Regions from separate parts of the Mus musculus genome. Here regions 2, 3 and 4 are each linked to region 1. The links are chromatin contacts, called in public ChIA-PET, Micro-C and promoter capture Hi-C maps. All regions are on one chromosome and are shown on one strand. The core of a region is the stretch at or near the end of the contact, and the rest is flanking DNA. Distances in the headings are between cores, read along the strand shown. Region 1 holds the start of Zfp599 (zinc finger protein 599). Region 2 holds the start of Rp9 (retinitis pigmentosa 9 (human)). Region 3 holds the start of Elavl3 (ELAV like RNA binding protein 3). Region 4 holds the start of 9530077C05Rik (RIKEN cDNA 9530077C05 gene).

Region 1 (3,206 bases), core at 374-2,873:
AGGTGACGTTTGATTTGTCTCATGGGAGAAAGAAAACTCAGCATCGAGGTCTGTTAATGTAAAGATGTCAGAAAATATGGCCAGAGTGTTCCAAAGGATTTCAACACGGACAGTTATACCCTGGCTTCCCTAATTAAAGTCTCCAGGTCTACTGATATCTTTCATTTCCTGGAAGGGGATGGCCCATGCACCAACGGACTTCAGTATTAAAAGCGGTTATTGAATATGGAAAAGCCCAGAGCTCTGGAAACGAGGACATCTTCCCAGATCTCAAAAGAAGAAGAGAGCCTGTAACCACCTCCATGACCTAAAATCTTCACCCGTATGTGGGAAGGGCTGGAAAAATGGAACTATTCACAGACACCACTTGGGTGCTCTCTTCAATGGCTGTTGACAGCTTGAAGTCTAACAGAGTCACGCCAGATATTGAATGTATCAGATAGCAGGACTCCTAAACTCTAAACAAAACTATAAAAATTGTGTGTGAGCCGGGCGTGCTGGCGCTCGCCTTCAATCCCAGCACTCGGGAGGCAGAGACAGGCGGATTTCTGAGTTCGAGGCCAGCCTGGTCTACAAAGTGAGTTCCAGGACAGCCAGGGCTACACAGAGAAATCCTGACTCAAAAAAAAAAAAAAAAAAAAAAAAAAAAAGTACTCTGTTCTTAGTATGAAAATTAGTGCAAACATTTTATAAATTTATAGTCCAGTTCCTTAAAGCCGTAAACATAGAACTACCAAAGGACCCAGCAATCACTACCGCCGCGATGTATCTAAAGGAACAGAAATCTGAAAGTTAGAAAATGGCCTCAAGGATGAAGATCAGACAGAGGACCAAGGTCATTCCCAGCTACATAAGAACCTGTCTCAACGAAAGTAAAACAGCACTCCTTTAATCCCAGCCCTGGAGTGGCAGAAGCTGGGAGATTTCTATGAGTTTAAGGCTAGCACAGTCTACATAATGAGTTCTAGGCTAACCAGGGCAACACAATGAGACCCAGCTGCCAAAAGAGTAAAAGGCTTCACATCCATGTTCACGGTGACACAGTTCAATCCCAACGCCGACACAGAAAATGGAAGTGCTTCCTAGGGGTGGGTTCCGAGTTCATGCCACAGATAGATGGGGTTCCAGGATCCTGGGAAACGGAATAGAGCCCGAGGTCCCAGGGACAGGATCGTCTAGGCACCAGACTTAACACCCCAAACTCCAGATACAGCGTCTCAGGAATTGAACTGCGGGGACCATGGGGACAGAGATGTGTGGCCAAGGGGCAGAGACAACAGAGAGCCGATCGACTGGGTCCAGGTTACCGTTTCCCGTGCAGGCCCGCAAGTCCCAGGCTCCGGGCCAGAGCTGCGGCAAGCGCTGCAGCAGGGCTCGGGTCCCTGCAGGGACCAGGGACGGGACAGGATTCCTGGAGCCCGCTCAGCCCCAACCCCGCAGCCCGGGGACAAAGGGGCTCGGCTTCTGGACCTGCCACAGACTCACCATCTCAGGATTCCGGGACACCCAGAGCTCTCACTGTGGTTCTCAGTGGGGAAATGTGACACGCGGCGGCAGGCAGAACCTCTCCGGACTTCTGGGCGAGCGCGGAACACCTGGACAGGATCCAACACGGAGAACATGTGGGACAGTGGGGCAGGAGGTAGTCAGAGCCCAGGACTACAGAAGACTGAGGCCCGCCCCTACTCTCTGTCTGTGTGTCTGATTGGACATTTGTCGTTACGGTTTTCAGAGACAGAGCTTCCTGTCTCACCTTCTCAACCTTAAATGTCACCAACCATTGGTGAATTTAAAAAGATTGACAAGTTCTTGGCTGTATTGTAAGGCAGGGCTTCCTATAGGAAAACCAGCGCCAACCTCTACTTAAGGTTATATCATCTAATGTGTATTTATAAAGAGAAATAGTAGCATTACTTTTTTTTTTTTTTTAAATCTCTCTATGTAGTCCTGCTCTGGAACTTGCTATGTAGACTAGGCTGGCTGTGAACTCACATAGATCTATCTACCTGTCTCTGCATTCCCTGTGATGGGATAAAAAGTGTATGCCTCTATTATTTCCACAACTGGAGAAGACCACCGACCAGATCATCAGGGCCAAATTAATTAAAGCAAGCTTTTAAAAATTCCTGCCCACGGGATGTCTCTCCCCAAAGGTAGGTTTCAAGAGTTCAGCATTTGGACATGGGTAAGATTAGGGCTTTTATAATTCAGAAGCAGGGAGTTTACAAATGGAGGATTTGACAGGCAGATAGTTGGAGTTACAGAAGCAGAACATAAATGTAACAAGTTGGTCACAGTAACTTTTAAAACAAAAGCATGGTTGACTTTCCCCGGAGCAGGCAGTACAGAACCATTTGTACTTAGGTACAGTCGGGATGTAGTCCAATCCTTGAGCAGATTTATGCATAAATAGGAATGAACCTAATTTGTCTTTATTATAAGATGGCTTGCAAACCTAAGCTGGAGGCAGACTGGCTGTGACTGTCTTTGTAGAAGTCATCTTTATGATTATAAAAGTATGTGTTCATGTAGTATGAAATAAACTCAGATAAAATTTAAGCATATAAAGCATTGTTCAATACTATAAATGGTCAAATGTTAAGTGTTTTATGTCTTAATAATTCTTGGTTAATAGACTATAAGTGAACAAATTTATTTTTTTAGATTATAAATGATGTGACATTTCCCCCCAGTTCTACAAACTCCATTATCAAATGTGCTAATAGAAGGTTGAGAGAGAGAGACAGAGACAGAGACAGAGAGACAGAGAGGGAGGGAGAGAGAGAGAGAGAGAGAGAGAGAGAGAGAGAGAGAGAGAGAGAGAGAATTTTCTGCCCAGCTAGTTACATTTCTGCACTTGCTGGTTTAACATCACAGTCTTGTGTGGAATGTGCCTACGTCTGAAACAAACATGAATAAGATAAAGAGAATGCAGCCAGGCGTGGTGGTGAATGCCTTTAAGCCCAGCACTCAGGAGGCAGAGGCAGGTGGATTTCTGAGTTCAAGGCCAGCCTGGCCTACAGAGTGAGTTCCAAGACAGCCAGGGCGACACAGAGAAACCCTGTCTCGAAAAACCAAAAAACAAACAAACAAACAAACAAACAAACAAACCAAAACAAAAACCCTATCAATCTTTTCAGGGTTTACATAGCTGATGAGACTCTACACACAGTGCCAACAACAATTAGCATGACACAGAAGAACTA
Region 2 (3,206 bases), core at 457-2,956, 210 kb after region 1:
GCACTGACTGCTCTTCCAGAGGTCCTGAGTTCAAATCCCAGCAACCACATGGTGGCTCACAACCATCCATAATGAAATCTGATGTCCTCTTCTGGTCTGTCTAAAGACAGCTACAGTGTACTCATGTACTTAAATAAATCTTTTTAAAAAATGTTCAATTTTTTTTTTTTTGGTTAGGATCAAATTTGCAACAATTTCTGAAATGGCCCTAAACATACTCCTACTATTATCGTATATTCTATGTACTTATGCATAGTGACAGTGGTGTGAAAGCTTCAACAATTATAAAATCAAAATATAAAATCATTCTGAAAAATGTTGAAGATGTTCTACATCCTTCATCATTCAAATATGCAGCCAAGATTAAATTGTGTAAAAATAAACAAGTAATCTATCTCATTAGTATTCAATTTTGCTTTTGTTTTTAATCAATGGTAAAACTGCATATATAAGAACTGCTTTAAACACATTTCCTTATGTCTTATTATCAGTAAGTGTTTGACTTGTATCCCCTATTTTACATACCCATACTCATGCAGTAGTGTGAAAATTTCCTAGGTGAAGGAGGTCACATGTAGAGAAATTTAATTTAAGAGGGCGCTCTAGTCTAAGGTGGGAGGCTCATGAGCCCTTCCTTGTCTTAGACACGAACAGGATGCCTGGGGTTGTGGGCATATAAGAGGGAAAACTCCATACTGAAACACCATCACTGAAAGAAGAAAATAACACACAAACAATGTGCCAGTGATGTGTCAAGCATAGATAAAATGATCAAAGGTGGCGGGCAGGTGAGGTAATATGCAGGCGCGCGCGCGCGCACACACACACACACACACACCACACACACACACACACACACACACACACACACGGAGACTTGTTTGCATAAGATACACACAGGGAAACTTGTCTTCAAACACACACACGAAATGTCTGCATAACAAACATCTTCTACAGTCTCCTACAATGTCCTGTCCTCACCACGCTCAGCGTCCCCAAACCTCTCCTCCCCGGTTCTGACTTTTACCTCGGTTTAGTTTGTGGACGGGAGGCCCGCCACCTTCCCTCACCTACATGCGACTCTACACTACAGTCGTCGCAGGTCATCGGGCTCCACCCTCAGGCCCGGCTGCGGGTCCGCTGCCTTCCCGCGCGTCTCCCGCAGTTTCCACCCTGAGCTTCCCGCCGATGCCGTCCGTGGTAGTGGACAGAGGCTGGCGTCCTTCGACCCCCAGGGGCTCCGAGCTCGGCTTCCGGACGCGTCAACTGCCATTGCCACGGTCGCCGTGGCGGGGACAGTGGCCGGCCTCCCTCCTCGCGTCCTTCCGCCGCCCTCGAGCAGAGGGAGCCGGGGGCTCGCCAGGCCGCGACGCCCACCCGTCGGCGGCGGCCCGCACCGCCCGCACCCGGCCCAGCCGACTCACAAGGACTCCAGGTGCTTGAGCTGCTGCAGCTGCTGCGCGTCGTGCCGCCGCCGTTTCTGCTCCCGCCGCCGCTGCAGCTCGTGCTCCGGCGGCTCCCGCGGCCGCCGAGACCCGGCCCCGGACGACATCGCGACCCGAGGCGGGCTTAGAAGGTGGAAAGTCGCCTCTTCCTCCCCGCAGCGCAACCCCACCAACGTCCCACCGGCCCGTGCCGCAGAACGCCGACAGGGAACGTGCAGCCAGGCCCCCGCGGCCCTGAGGCCTGCGGGAACCTTAGCTGAGAGGGGCGGGGCGGGCCGGGGCGGGGCGAAGGCGGGCGGGGCCCGAGGGCTTCCGGGTGCTCCAAGTCGCCTGCAGGCCACACCCACTTCTGCGACTCGTTGCTTTCTATTTTTTTTTTTTTTTTATATTATGAAGGTTTTAAGTATTTGTGGGTGGGCAAGGTGTCAAAGGTCTTTAATATCAGCACGCAGGAGGCAGAAACACTGACCTGTGAGTACGAGGTCAAGCTAGTAAAGTCAGAGACCTGGGGAGATCCTGTTACAAAGGAAAAAGAGAAAAGATTTTATTTCTACGTATATATTTGGGGTGGTGGTGCAGGGGTGGAGTTCGGTAGTTGCCCAGAATTCAGAAGAGGACGATGGCTCTCTAGAATTGGAACTGTGGGCTATATGAGCCACCCTATGCTGGGAACCGAACTCTGGTTCTCTGCAAAAGCAGTATGGCCTTCTAAACTAAAAGCCTTTTGGCTGCTACTTGTTACCTATGGATTCATCCATTCTGGGAAGAAAACAACGTTCTCTATAAAATCTTCAGTTTCCCAGACTATGCGAATTCGTAGTAAAAACACAGACCAATATATTCATAATATTTTATACCAAGATTTTTGGTGATGCAAATAAAAAATAAAAGCAGACACACAGTATCCTGCAGAGGAGCATCCTTTTTTAAAACTTGCTCTTCCTCCTTTGCTCCTATAAGCGGTGTCTCAGGCCGGAAGCTCCACTCGGAGCGTTCCAAGTTAGGTCTCTACACTTATCCAAAGGTAGCAAAGAGGAACGACCGAGAAAAAGAAAGAAAGGTATTAGGCTGGCATTTTGGTACTCAGCAGAGGCAGGCAGTTCTCTATGAGTTCAATCTGGTCTGTGCTGCTAAATCTTTTTTGTTTGCTTGTTTTATTTATTTATTATTATTATTATTATTATTATTATTATTATTATTATTATTATTATTTTGGTTTTTCGAGTCAGGGTGTAGCCCTGGTTGTCCTGGAACTCACTCTGTAGACCCGGCTGGCTTCGAACTCAGAAATCCGCCTGCCTCTTCCTCCCAAGTGCCTGGATTAAAGGTGTGCACCACCTGCTGCTAATTCTACCAGCCATAAGCAGAGCCTGACTCCCAGTGCGGGAGGGGCAACAAAAGGATACTAATCACTGTGGCCCACACTGAGAAAATAGAGATGAGTTTCACAGCCTATTTCCAGATAACTGGCACGAGGTTTTAGGATGTAAGGAGGGGAAGATTTGAGGCAGGGATCAGCTACCAACAATTAAATATTGGTCAAACCATGTTATGATTGGTTATTTCAATCATTGTCTTGCAAGGTAGTCACATATACCTCATTACTTGAGGGGACAATCTGTTTCCCATGAAGGTGACTGCTCCACTGTGATGGGGTGGGAACTGGGGACAGCTTCCTGGATGATCTCATTCAGAATGATCTGTTTGTGATGCTCTCACCGTTCCTGGACTCTAAAGCTGATGGTTGGGAAGGGGCCTTTT
Region 3 (3,206 bases), core at 409-2,908, 210 kb before region 1:
AGTGCCAGGGCCCAGGAGAGAGGAGACTCAAGATGGACTACTGAGCTTCCCGACCCCCACCGTGCACACCACGACTCGAAAAGGAGGCCGGGAACAACACTTGGTGTTCAGAGACACACAGGAAGAGATCTCCAAAGAGCGGAAAAGGTAGGCTGGGCGCGGGGACCAGACAAAGGACGCTTGGCGGCGCGGGGAGCTAGTCGCTCAGGGAGGCGGGGGTGGAGCCAGGGTGCGGTGAGCACTGGCCAGCCCCGCCCCGGGACACGCCCGGGCTGCGGGGTGGAGGTCCTAGGGCTCGCTTGAGGCCAGGTCCAGGGGGCCTAGGGGCGGGGCCTGGATGGGCGTGGCACGACAGGGCGTGGCATGTCGGGCGGGGCCGTGAGTTCGGGAGCTGACCAGCTCCGAGGCTGCTGAAAGCAACCGTGCGCCGGCCAGGCGGCCCGATTTGCGGGCGCGTTCAAGGTCACCCTGCGGCCCGGAGCCCTGACCGGGGAGGGCGCGTGCAGCAGGCCCTATGGAGTACTGCTGCAGCCCCGGACGCCCTCACCCGGAGGCAGCGGCCGGGGAACGGGGAGCCCCCCTCCCGCACTACCCCCCCCCCCGCAGCCCCAAGGCCCCGCGCGAGGCTACGGCCCGGCGGAGAAACAAAGGGATCACGGCGGCCGCCGCGAGGCCTCAGGGCGCCCCCTCCTCTTCCCCTCCCCGCTTGCCGCAAGGTCGACGGGGTTCGAGGACGAAGATGCCCGCCTTTCGGGTGCGGCTCGGGCTTAGAGCAGCGCGATCCGACGCCACCCGCCTCTCCATCTCCCCTCCCCCCCAAAAAGCTCTCAGAGAAGGCCGAGTGGCATTACCCGGACCAACAGTGGGAGATCGTGGCCCTTGTCCTCCTGGGCGGCCTGCGGGTCTGGGCCTGGGATGCTGGAAGCATCCTCCGCCGCCGCGGCCCCTCCCCCACAGCCTTCCAGTGAGGAGCCACAAGGACCACCGGGTGGCTGAGGGCACCCTGTACACAGCCTGGCTTTCCAAAGCCTCTCGAACCAGGCTCCACTCCCCAAAACTCCGGATGCAGCTCTGGCCACTCTCAGGCCCGAGGCGCGGTACTACCCCCCCCCCTCCCCTAGGCCTAGCTAGGCCTGGTCCTACCCCCCCACTCCCCGCGTTTCCGTGGAGCCAGCCTCCGCCCCTCCCTCCCGTGTTCGTCTCGCGGCGACAAGGGAGTACCTACAGTGACCATTCTTGTGTGCCCGGCGGGCGCGGTCCGTATCGAGGGCGGCTCCGGGGGTCGTGCACTCCTAGGGGGGCGCCTGGTGCTCACGCCGGGGTCCCGCCCGGGCGTCTGCGTCTGCGGCCGCTGCAGAGGAGGAGATGGAGGCGGCGGCGCCTTCGAAGGCCGGGAACTGACCCGAGCCTGGGGATGCGCGCTTCGACGGCCAGACCCCCAGCGGCAGGTGGATGGAGGGAGCGGGCACGCAGTGGAGGGTGCCCGGAGCGCGGCCCCGCCGGGCCTGAAGAAGTCGCTCTTTCTGTGACTGAGATCTCGGCAGCTCTGCCTTCTGCGGCGGGCCCTCAGTTCGGCCTGTCCCGTGCCGGGTGATGGGTCCTCTCCTCTCGCCCGCCCTCCCTCCCTCCCACCGGCCCGCGCTGCGCGCTCCGCGCTCTGGGTCGCACTGCCGCCGCCCCCAGCCCTTTATAGAGGCAGCTGCCAGCGCCGGCGTCGCTCATTGGCTGAGACGGTGGGTCTCCGCCTCCTCCCGGCTCCCGACGGCGCGGCAGGTGGAAGCGAGTGCGGGCCTAGACTCTGCGTGCCAAAAGAGAATAGGATGAGGCATCAGATCTTGGCTCTTTCTTGCCTGCGGACTCTGACTCTAGTCTTGACACCACTCTCGAGTATTACTTTAGCTTTGCCGACAAATTGGGTTCCCCTCTTCAGTCCAGCATCTAACTCTGAAGGGGTAAAAAACAGCCTTTGGTGACCCAAACACAACCAGGGGTGCATGGGTGATGTCTGGGAGGGCTGGGAAAGGGCAAACACTCAGACCCAGACCCGTTCTGCTAGATCCGAAGTGAACAGTTTTTGTTTCCACATGGCCTCTGGTGATATTAGAATACTAGGTGTGGTGAGCCAGGAAGGTAGTTTGAGTCTAGCATGGGCTACACAGCACTTTATGCTGATCTGGGCTACATAGCAAACTTCAGGCTGTTGCGTGCTGCTTAGGAGACCCTGGGTTTTTTTTTTTTTAATTAAAGAACAAAGAAAAGAAAATCTAAACAAACAAACAACAACAACAACAAAAAAACCCAAACCAAACCAACCAACCAACCAAACATAAAACAAAAGTAAGGTGAGCACGATGTAAGGCTAACTTTAGAAGATAGTCAGAGTGATCAAGAGTTCAAAGCCAGCCTGGGTTACATAAGACCGGTTCTCAAAAATAAATAAAATAAAATAAAACAAAACAGAAGGCTGCAGGAAGCTGGAAAGATAGCTCAGCAAGAAAAGGTTCTTGCCATACAGGCCTGGAAATCTGATGTTTGTTTGTTTGTTTTTTGAGACAGGGTTCCTCGGTGTAGCACTGACTGTCCTGGAACGTCCTTGATAGGTCAGAGTGGCCTCCAGCTCAGGTATCCATCTGCCTCTCCCAGGTGTTGGAATGAAAGATATTTGCCACCATGCTAGGTAGCGACCTGAAGTGTGATCCCCTGAACCCATGTAAAGAAAGAAAGAGAGAATCAACTCTACATGGTACACACACACACACACACACACACACACACACACACACACACACGCACATGCACACACACTAATAGTAATAAATTAAAAAAAAATGGGTTGAGGATTGGTTCAGTTACTAGCCCATGAAACCCCAGATCCGATCCCTAGCACCACATAAACAAGCCTGGAATCACAACACTGGGGGTGCTGAGGCAAAAGGGTCAGAATCTTAAAGTCAGGGTCAGTTATGTAGTGAATTCCAGGCCAGCCTAGGCTACATAGACCTTGTAGCAAAATGAACAAAAAACAAAGAAGAACAGCAACAGAAAAAAGAAAGAAAGGAAAAGTGGTGGCGAGGGAAATGATTGAGCGTTTAGGGTGGTCTTTATCATCCTTGGAAGGACACACATTGTGTTGGTTTTAAGTGTGCCAAGTACTCTAGACCTCAGAATGTGGGCGCTAGCACCTTTTCTGTCAGGGGGACATCACA
Region 4 (3,206 bases), core at 395-2,894, 150 kb after region 1:
GGAGGGTCAGGAGTTCAAAGTTCTCCTCAGCTGTGTAGTGAGTACTAGGTCAGCCTACATGAAGCTTGTGTCCCTGCCAAAGGATGTGCTGATTCCAGTTTTCTTTCTTGATTGAAATGAACCTTGTCTTGGGATTAGGACAGAATTTCCAACATTCTGAAAATCACTAAGCATACTTCTGTGAGTTTATCCTGTGAGCTTATGTAAAATGGTACTCTCAGCATTGACAACTATAAAAGTGAAAGAGAAAAATCACCTCTGAAAAATGTGGAAGATGCAGGCTGGTGAGATGGCTCAGCAGTAAAGGCACCTACCACCAAGCTGACGACCTGAGTTCCATTCCCAGAACCCATTTGGTGGAAGGAGAGAACTGACTCCTGCAAGTTGTCCTCTGACCTCCACACATAAATCAAGGCATACAAGTGCTTACACACACACACACACACACACACACACACACACGCACAGAACTGTGTTGAAGATACTCTGTGCCCTGCATTATTAAATATTCAGCTGAGATTATTTATGTAAAAATAAACAAGCACATCCATCTCAGTGTGAAATTAGCTTTCATATTCTAAAATGGTAAAATTCTATATATACAAATAATAGATTTAAAGTAAATTTATGATTTAATTATTCACTATCAACTTCTCCCTCTCAAAACCCCTTTATGCAACCTCAGATATATACATAATATAATATAGATATAATATAGGGTGGCTTCAAGCTTATAGAGGAATTGGAACATCTTGATCCTCCTGCTTCTACCTCCTGAATGCTGGAATTAGAGATGTGTACCACCAGGCCAGGTTTGTATAGTACTGGGGATTAAATTCAGGGGTCTCTGAATGCTAAAGAGAGCCCTTCACCATCTGAGCTACACCCACAGTCTGTTTCCTTTTTCAATTCAGTTTAAAAAAAATTGTGTGTATTTCATGAGTGTTTGCGAGTATGGGCCTGGGGAGAGCCAGAGGGATGGGGTGCTCTCGAAGTGGAGTTACATGTAGTTGTGAGCTGCCATGAGGAAACAAACCCAAGTCCTCTGTAAAGTAGTCAGTGTTCTTAACTGCTGAGCCATTTCTCCAGATCTCCTTTTTAAATTAAATATTGCATTTATTTATTTTATTCTTTTTTTTTTTTTAGACATTCTTGTATAGTCAAGATGGTCTCAAAATTCACTATATAGCAATGATGGTCTTGAACCCCTGATCATCTTTGCTGCACATCTCAAGTGTTTGGATAACAGGAGTGTGCCACCATACCTGGCCATTTTTTTCTTCTAAAATCGCCCTATTTATTTCATACCATGTAAATTAGCTGGAAGGTCAGGGGTCTGAATTTGCTCTGGTCAACTAAAACTCAGAATTATTACACCATTTCTATTTCCCTCTACCATCATGAAATGAAGCCCTTTGAGCCTCATACAGATCCCGACCTCCCCACACAAACACCCCAGCCTCTGCGGACCAGCTCCTTGCACGGGTCCGCGTTGTGCACGCTGGGAGTTGTAGTTCGCTTCCCTTCTCTCCCTACGAGCAGGGTGTCAGTCGCAGGAGCGCCTCCAGCGGCGAGCATGTTTGGTGGCGTGGAGTGCGGGAAGAAGGCAGGATCGTCTCCTAGCAACGGGGTTGCAGCGACGTCACCGTGGCGGGTTCTTAGCTCTGAGACTAGGTGGAACCGCCAGAGCGCTTTCCAGCCTCTGGGTAAGACGTGGTCCTCCACCTTGCGCTGCCAGTCCTGCCCCATCTGGTCTCGAGCTGCCTTACGGGAGTTTTCGTCGGTGCGGCCCGCCGGCCTTGGCCTTGGCCTTGGCGGGACGATGCTGGAGTCTATTCGCGTAACGGGTGAGTGTAGGCACTGCTGGCCCAAGTGGCGCGGCTGCAGCGGGTGGAGACCGTTGGGTCTGGGACTCGGAAGACCAGGTGCAGTCGCACAGCCCTAGCCCAGCAGAGGTGAGGGGCAAGAGCTGTGCAATCTAGAGAGTGTAGAGTCCAATACGATTCCAGAGCATTTTAGGTGTGTAGTAAGGTGTTATATTTTCTAGAATGTTCAGAAAAAAAAAAAATCAGCTGTGAAAACACATCTCTACATTTCAGTGTATGTTGTGTATTTTTGTTTGCATTTATTAGCAAACATTTTGAATTGATGTTATTAATAAGAGCAGGTGTTTAGATCCAAGGTTGGAAAGTTTGTCTTTCATTTTTGAATAGATATGCATATTAGCCCTATTTAAATCTTTAATAATATTAAACAGTTCCAGAGTCATTTTCCTAGCATTTGATTCTGCATGAAAACATTTCTGCAGGACAGATACCAAAACAACGGAATAAAGGGAAATAGCTAATTCCCACAGTAGAGTCAAAAATAAGCCTAGAACTTTTAGCTTCAGGCTATTGCAGTACCCAGTAGACCAATTTTCCAAATTAGTTGTTTTGAACCCCTGACCCTCCTGCCTCAGTCTCCCCAGTGCTAAGATATGGACATCAATAGCTAAAACCATTCTTTAAGTTAGCATACAAAGTAAGAGGTTTCATTATGGTACTTTGAAACTCCTTTCATTATATGTTATTGCAGAACTTTTTAAACTGAAAAACTAAATTATTTTTAAGTGAAACTACTTTCTCATCTTAATTTTTTTACACTGTTTGCTGTTCAGTGTTATAAAACACAGAACCTACTGTTGTGCGATTGCGATAACCTACAGACTATTCCACTGTTATGTTGACAGGAGACATGCAGTTATAAAAGCCAAGATCTTAGAGGCCACTTAAATTGGCATTAGGCTTTTTAAAATTGTGATTTGATGTAGATATAACTCTTTCACCTTAAAACACATTATCAGAGGCAGACGCAGGTGAGCTTAGTCAGCCTGGTCTACAGAAGTTCCAGACCAGCCACTGATACCCTGTCTCTAAAAACAAACAAACAAAACTCCCAAAACAATACAATGTCAAAACGTTGCTTTAAAACATCAAGCCTGGCAGAAGAGTGGCAAATATGAGGATGACTCAGTGGTCCGTGTGCATGCAGCTGCGTAGTCGGGCTGATGGGATACTTGCTTACTAGAGACCAGGATCGAACAGGAGATGCCAGAAAGAAATGCATTCTTATGTACACTAACAAAGGTAATGAAAACTTCCGGTCCGTTTTATGATATAGAACAAGGCCTCTCAGCCACAGCAGTTTAATATTGAAGGAGTTAA

Evidence for each region. Hi-C and Micro-C count contacts between places; a contact is called where the count stands out from the background. ChIA-PET counts read pairs in DNA pulled down with a chosen protein or histone mark. Capture Hi-C pulls out chosen DNA fragments and counts their contacts.
Region 2: a contact with region 1 is called in an RNA polymerase II ChIA-PET map of memory CD8 T cells, with 18 read pairs. The contact joins the promoter of Rp9 here to the promoter of Zfp599 in region 1. A contact is called at or near these places in 4 of 39 promoter capture datasets (the C10 cell line, erythroid cells, liver and 1 more), 1 of 115 datasets of contacts at active chromatin or transcription factors (memory CD8 T cells) and 3 of 9 other capture datasets (adipose tissue, liver and pancreatic islet).
Region 3: a Micro-C map of embryonic stem cells shows a contact between it and region 1, with 2.3 times the contacts expected there. The contact joins the promoter of Elavl3 here to the promoter of Zfp599 in region 1. A contact is called at or near these places in 1 of 484 Hi-C or Micro-C datasets (embryonic stem cells) and 1 of 9 other capture datasets (pancreatic islet).
Region 4: a contact with region 1 is called in a promoter capture Hi-C map of pancreatic islet. The contact joins the promoter of 9530077C05Rik here to the promoter of Zfp599 in region 1. A contact is called at or near these places in 5 of 484 Hi-C or Micro-C datasets (the G1E-ER4 cell line, embryonic fibroblasts, embryonic stem cells and 1 more), 9 of 115 datasets of contacts at active chromatin or transcription factors (the 230-238 cell line, bone marrow-derived macrophages, embryonic stem cells and 2 more) and 3 of 9 other capture datasets (adipose tissue, liver and pancreatic islet).

Annotation. Positions count from the first base shown.
Region 1 is chr9:22,258,272-22,261,477 of GRCm38.p6, forward strand. Zfp599 (zinc finger protein 599) reads right to left here and starts at 1,624. Exons shown (of 5, transcript NM_181419.3): 1 at 1,486-1,624. The coding sequence starts at 1,488. Gm39307 (predicted gene, 39307) reads left to right here and starts at 1,831. Exons shown (of 2, transcript NR_166680.1): 1 at 1,831-2,153.
Region 2 is chr9:22,466,650-22,469,855 of GRCm38.p6, forward strand. It overlaps Rp9 (retinitis pigmentosa 9 (human)), which reads right to left and starts at 1,707. Exons shown (of 6, transcript NM_018739.2): 1 at 1,425-1,707. The coding sequence starts at 1,552.
Region 3 is chr9:22,050,365-22,053,570 of GRCm38.p6, forward strand. It overlaps Elavl3 (ELAV like RNA binding protein 3), which reads right to left and starts at 1,659. Exons shown (of 7, transcript NM_010487.2): 1 at 1,226-1,659. The coding sequence starts at 1,234.
Region 4 is chr9:22,409,903-22,413,108 of GRCm38.p6, forward strand. It overlaps 9530077C05Rik (RIKEN cDNA 9530077C05 gene), which reads left to right and starts at 1,645. Exons shown (of 7, transcript NM_026739.3): 1 at 1,645-1,847. The coding sequence starts at 1,823.